2 separate regions of the Gossypium hirsutum genome follow, and region 2 is linked to region 1. The links are chromatin contacts, called in public Hi-C maps. All regions are on one chromosome and are shown on one strand. Each heading gives the region's core, a stretch centred on a gene start, on an enhancer-like site or on the middle of the called end of the contact. The rest is flanking DNA. Distances are from core to core; before and after follow the strand shown. Region 1 holds the start of LOC107894064 (transcription factor SRM1). Region 2 holds the start of LOC107894012 (phototropin-2).

Region 1 (2,700 bases), core at 72-2,571:
GACAGAGGAGGTTGTGTTCCTTGATGGAGAGTTCGTCGGGGTGGGAGATGGCAGAGGCGGCATTCTCTATGAACTTGACCATCTCCTCATAGCGCTCGACTTGCTCAGTGAGTTTGGCCATGTAGACGTCTTCGCCGCGTGGGGAAGGGGTGCCATGGTTATGAGTGGTGATTTGAGGGACTAACTTTGTTATTAAACCAATGAAAGAGTGCCTCCGTTGGAATTTAACATCCGAGGTGAAAAAAAATTATTTTTCAAAATGTTACTAATCAAATAATTTTTTTATAATTAAGTGATAAAAATAAAAATTATTTATAATTGGATGATTATTAATGTAATTTACTTAATCAATTATTACTTCTAATGAAAAGAAAACTAGAATTTTGAAATATTTTAAAGAAAAAAAGTTAAGCAAGGACATCAACCTTATGATTAGGGGTGAATTTAGGAGTTGGCACAAGTCTCCATTTCTCTAAAATAATTTTTTTTTATTTTAATTCTTTAAAATTTTAAATTTAAAAAATTATACTTTAATTTTATAAAAATAATAAAATTTTAATTTAATTTTTTAAAAATTATATTTTTAATATCATAAAAATTAAAATTTATTTTCGCCCTAAAATAATTTTTTACTTGTCCACCTTACTAATTAAATTGTGTGTGAAAGAGTGGAAAGTGGAAACACAATAAATTGCAATAATTAAAACCATGGGCCAGGGAGCATGTGGTTTGCTAGAATCGTGAATTTTGACTTATTGCCTACGTGGCAAAAAATGGTTGGTTTGTTCTTTCATTATTACATGACAGCTTGCACATTGTATCTAGACAGTCACACTTCTAGTTTATCCCTAAATGTAATAAAAAGGCATAAACCAAATACATCTGTTTACAATGTTGGATTCCCAAATTAAGCATCCCAAAAGGTCCACTTTACTCGGTCTTTGCCTTTTGCTTCATAAAAGGGTAATATTAAATTAAAAAAGCGTCAAATTGTAATTTTGATCCCTTTATTATACTTAAAATTGACATACTTTAATTTCACGATTTTTCTACTTTTACAATTGCAACTTGATTTTATGTTGAATAGGTGTTAAAATTTTTGAACTTTTTTGTTCTAAAATAAATGAAAATTTTATTATTTTTCGTTTTTGTTTAGTAATTCTATATATAAATTTTTCTTTTTATCTTTTCTTATCAAATTAAAATTTAGAGACTAAATATCAAATTTAATATTGTAGAAGGATCAAAACATAATTTAACAAAATAAAAATACCCCATTTTAAAAATATATATTTTAGATTAAAAGCTATAAAATAAGGCGAGAAACCCAGATAAAAGAAAAAAAAGAGAAAAGACAAGACCAAAAGAGTAACCTTGTTGATAAAATTAAATATTGAAACTTTGTTTTGCTTTTTTTTTTCTTCCTTAATTTCTTATTCTATCTATCCAACAAGAAGCACCGAGGAAAAGAAAAAAAAGAAAAAGAAAAAGTAAGAGAAAGGTAATGATTTTATAGTCAATGATTATGGATGCTTATAGTATTAGTATGACATCTCTCTACTGATATCTAAATTTGTTAATTTTTTTGGGATTTTTTCCTCTGAAAAAGTGGGGTTTTTTTAATATAAAATATATTTAGTTTCTCTTTGTTATGATATTGGCAGAAATTAATGGCAGATTAGAGTGTAATGTGTATGTTGAGCAACTTGGGATGAAGGGTGTAAGGCTTTTCAATCCCAGCTGTAACAATTTGTAGCAAAGTTATTGCAGGAAGTGATGGGACAATTGACCCATCCTGCAACTTCCTTTGTAGATACTTTCAGGATAACCCATCAACATCATCTATAATTTGTATGTACTAAGCCCTTCGTAAATTTGTCAAATAATTGGTTCTTTTTTTGAGATTTTCTTTTTTGGGTATATTTTTTTTCCTTTTTTTGAATTTTATGCTTGTTTGTTGTTAAAATTTTACATGTACTTTAAATAATATAAACTTATTGCAGAAGTATTTACACATTTTGGAAAAAAAAAAAGAAAAAGAAAAATTGGAAAGGTTGATAGTGGATGGAGTAGGATTTGGCTCCATCAAAGGTTAGATTTTTATTTGTTTGGTTGGTTCAAGTGTCAGAATCTTGATATTAGTTGTAGCTTGCCTTTCAATTTTATGGTGATTTCTACAGTGAAACAGCAAGGAATATGAGGTTAGCTTTTTTCTGCTTTAGTCCTGGAATTACTGTGTAGGAATCTTCAATGAGAAAATTAAATTATATATATATTTCTGAAGGAACCCTTGAATTGGGTTTTACTTCTTTTGGCATCGTTGAAAGTTTTTTTTTTTTAAGGAAGTTTGTTTCCTATTTTTGTTATTACCCGAAAATTCTTTTGATTATTGCTTAAAGTTTGATGATTTTTTTTTAGAAGAAAATATAAAACCGTGAAATGAAACTTAAAGTATCCTCATAAATGCAAATTGTACTTTTGGGTGCTTTAATTGATTTTTATTTTCTTGTTTCTTATATAAACTTGAAAGGGAGATCTTTTGAATTCTTTGCTAAGTACTGTTGATTCTTCTAAGCATGTAATTAGCAAAAGAAAACAAAGAATGAGGAGCTGAAGAATTTGCTGCTATACATATATATATATATATTAAGCAGTAGCAGGATAATTTTATGTGGACTCTGGGTTAAACTATATCAAGTA
Region 2 (2,849 bases), core at 102-2,601, 580 kb before region 1:
GGGTGTTTGCAAGGTACAAATAGCACAATGAAGGAAAGAATTGTCCATTCAAATGGGAATGGCGTATTATACCGATTGAATTCAGACACAAGTTTAAGGCTCCATACTATCGTGTATGACAAGCAATGGAAAATTGCAATAATTTTGAGCTGCAGAATGATTGCAGTTCCTTTAGAACGGCTCCCTACTGCCCCTTTACATATTTAAAAGCTTGAACTTACCAGTTTCGTCCAATGGTCTCCTTTGATGAATAACCAGTCATGGCAAAAAATCCGCTGCTAGCATACACTATAGGGCAGTCTGGTTTGGTAGCATCAGATACAGCAAAAGTTTGCTGCAGGGTTTCTAAAGCATCCTTCAGCTCCTGTGACACCCTAGGAAAGGCCCCTCGACCCAATCCATAATCCGACTCCCCTGATGTCCTTGTCGAGTCCACTGAAAATTTGCCTAACGAGTTTTTGCTCTGATTTCCTTCTCCAGTTGGCTTTACTTTACCAATCACTCTGAAACTACCTTCTCCAACATCTGATTCTACTGCAATACCCCATTCTGCAGTCCTTTCAACTATGCTAGCTTCGGTTGAGGACTGTCCATTCGAATCTTTCCCTGCAGTGCTAGCCCCATTCAACTTTTCGATGGACTCATCGTCAAAGCTTACAATCTCATAATTATTGGCTGCCTCTCCTTCCAAAGCTTGTTCGCTAGATTGTCCAACATTTCGAGCACCCGATACAGATGACCCCGACAGCTCCATGGCCATTCTTTTCTCCATTTCCAACTTCTCTAAAATGAATGTAGGTAAGACTGCAAATATTAACCAAGTAAAAATTGATCACCATGTCCAAATAAACATTATATCAAACATCTTCCATACAAAAATTCAGTGCTAGAAAAGTATCCCTATGTACATAGAATTAAACAGTCAAACGTCTCCCATACTAAAATTCAGTGCTAGAAAAGCACCCCTATGTACATAGAATTAAACAGCTACCAAAAGAAACTGTACATAGAATTTTACCTACTTTTAAACGAGTTCAAACCTGTAGCAACTTTAATGGCAGTGGATACACCTCTCTAATCCCATCACTGAAACATCGGTTCTTAAGTTTCTGGTTCTGGTTTCTGTTCCATATAATAGCAGGATAATGTTTTCATATAGACGAATTTCCAAGCTCCATTGGCCTTCAGATATTTACATATTGGCTATTTATTACAAATGGATCAAAATTTGTCAAATTCCCATCAATTTTATCCGAAATTTGTCTCGTTTTCTTGAGGGAAGAAGATTTTTTATCATCACTTCAGCAAGAAACCAGTAAATCAAGATTTTGTGAGGCTGCAATGCAAACAACCCCATATTGTTGAAACTTGATGAAGATAAATTTCACTTTCACTTTCACTATCTGAAATTTTGTTATGTTCCTTTGGGGCCAAATAAGAGCAAAATTGTATTTTGTTTTTAGTAAGTATCAAATGAAACAGCCAAATGAATATATCAAGGTCTAGGACCACAGCATGAAACATTGGTATGGTTTTTTTTAGTATCCACATTTTATACCCCGTCATCATCATCATCATCTCGAGTTGTCCATGTATAGGATATTCTGACCGTCCTAAAGGTTTGATCGAAAAATAAGAGTTTGGATAAAAATATAAGTTTGAAAAATTAATTGGGTAAAATATAAGGCCATTTAAAAAATGGACCATTGCTACTATTTTATTAAATTGCACTTAATTTAATATTATTTAAGTATAAAAATTTTTTAATTTATTTTTCATTTGTTAGTAAATATTTATTTTAATATTTTTAGCATATTTGACGTATTATATATTTTTTAAAATTTTTATGTAAAAAATAAAAATTAAAAAAATTAATATGGGCAGTCGGGTCGGGTCAATGACGGGTTGTAGTATTTTTACTCAGGCTTGAGCAAAAAATTAGTCTCTCTATTTATACTTTCAAAAAAGCTTAATTGAAAAAATTGCCACCTAAATTATACCTACTCTCTTATATTAGTATTTATGTCATGGGTCGCAAATTAAAGTTCATGATCATTGTGCACAAAACGTTATATGGAGGTTAACTAATTAAAAAAAGTTTATTTGATTCACTTGAATTGACTCGATTTATAAAACTTATAGAAAAGTTCATCTATTTAGAATCTTAGTAGTCCGATGAAATATTTTAATAAAATTAGAGTTATCAAGATAATTAATGTAAGTAGTATAAAGCTTAAATCACTACGATAGATAAATATTATTCTCGACCGTAGGCAGCTGGTTTTGTTGAAATTCAACTTGAAAAACTAAAAAACAAGTTATTTATAATTAAATCAAAAGTAAAAAAAATTACTCTTTAACTTTTATTGTTCAAACCTCTCCCTCACGATTAAAGCTCCATTTTTCCTCCATTTATCTATTTTTACTTGGCATCAAATGATTAAGTTGAGATTAAAAAAATCGGATCTTTCTGTTGTTAAACGTTGGTAGCTTTCATTGTTGTCATTGCCATGGATCCAATGTTGAGCTTCCTCAAGAACAACCCTTTCCTTTGGCTCAACCCCTCGAATGAAAGCAAACTCATAATTCCAATTTCTGATTGTTGATTGACCTCTGAAGTTATTGCTATTGTTTCTTGGACCGACGGTTTTGTTGTCGGTACCGGCTTGTGAGTTGCCATTGTTGTTGTGCTTGAACGAGCGAGCTTGATGAGTCATTGGACCTCAGGAACGGGGGTTGTTAATTTCACCGCCAACAGCTCCCACCAGCGACATGTTTTGCTTGCCGTCTTTTGCTACTCCGATGAAAATGGAAGCAATTAGACTTGAATTTTAGGTACCAAACCTAAA

The links. Hi-C and Micro-C count contacts between places; a contact is called where the count stands out from the background.
Region 2: a contact with region 1 is called in a Hi-C map of leaf, with 2.2 times the contacts expected there. The contact joins the promoter of LOC107894012 here to the promoter of LOC107894064 in region 1. A contact is called at or near these places in 2 of 34 Hi-C or Micro-C datasets (both in leaf).

The regions. Positions count from the first base shown.
Region 1 is chrA13:13,931,276-13,933,975 of Gossypium_hirsutum_v2.1, reverse strand. LOC107894064 (transcription factor SRM1) reads left to right here and starts at 1,321. Exons shown (of 3, transcript XM_016819271.2): 1 at 1,321-1,490. It overlaps LOC121212275 (14-3-3-like protein GF14 omega), which reads right to left and starts at 121. Exons shown (of 2, transcript XM_041084725.1): 1 at 1-121. The coding sequence starts at 121.
Region 2 is chrA13:14,513,385-14,516,233 of Gossypium_hirsutum_v2.1, reverse strand. LOC107894012 (phototropin-2) reads right to left here and starts at 1,351. Exons shown (of 25, transcript XR_005907506.1): 1 at 1,041-1,351; 2 at 222-804.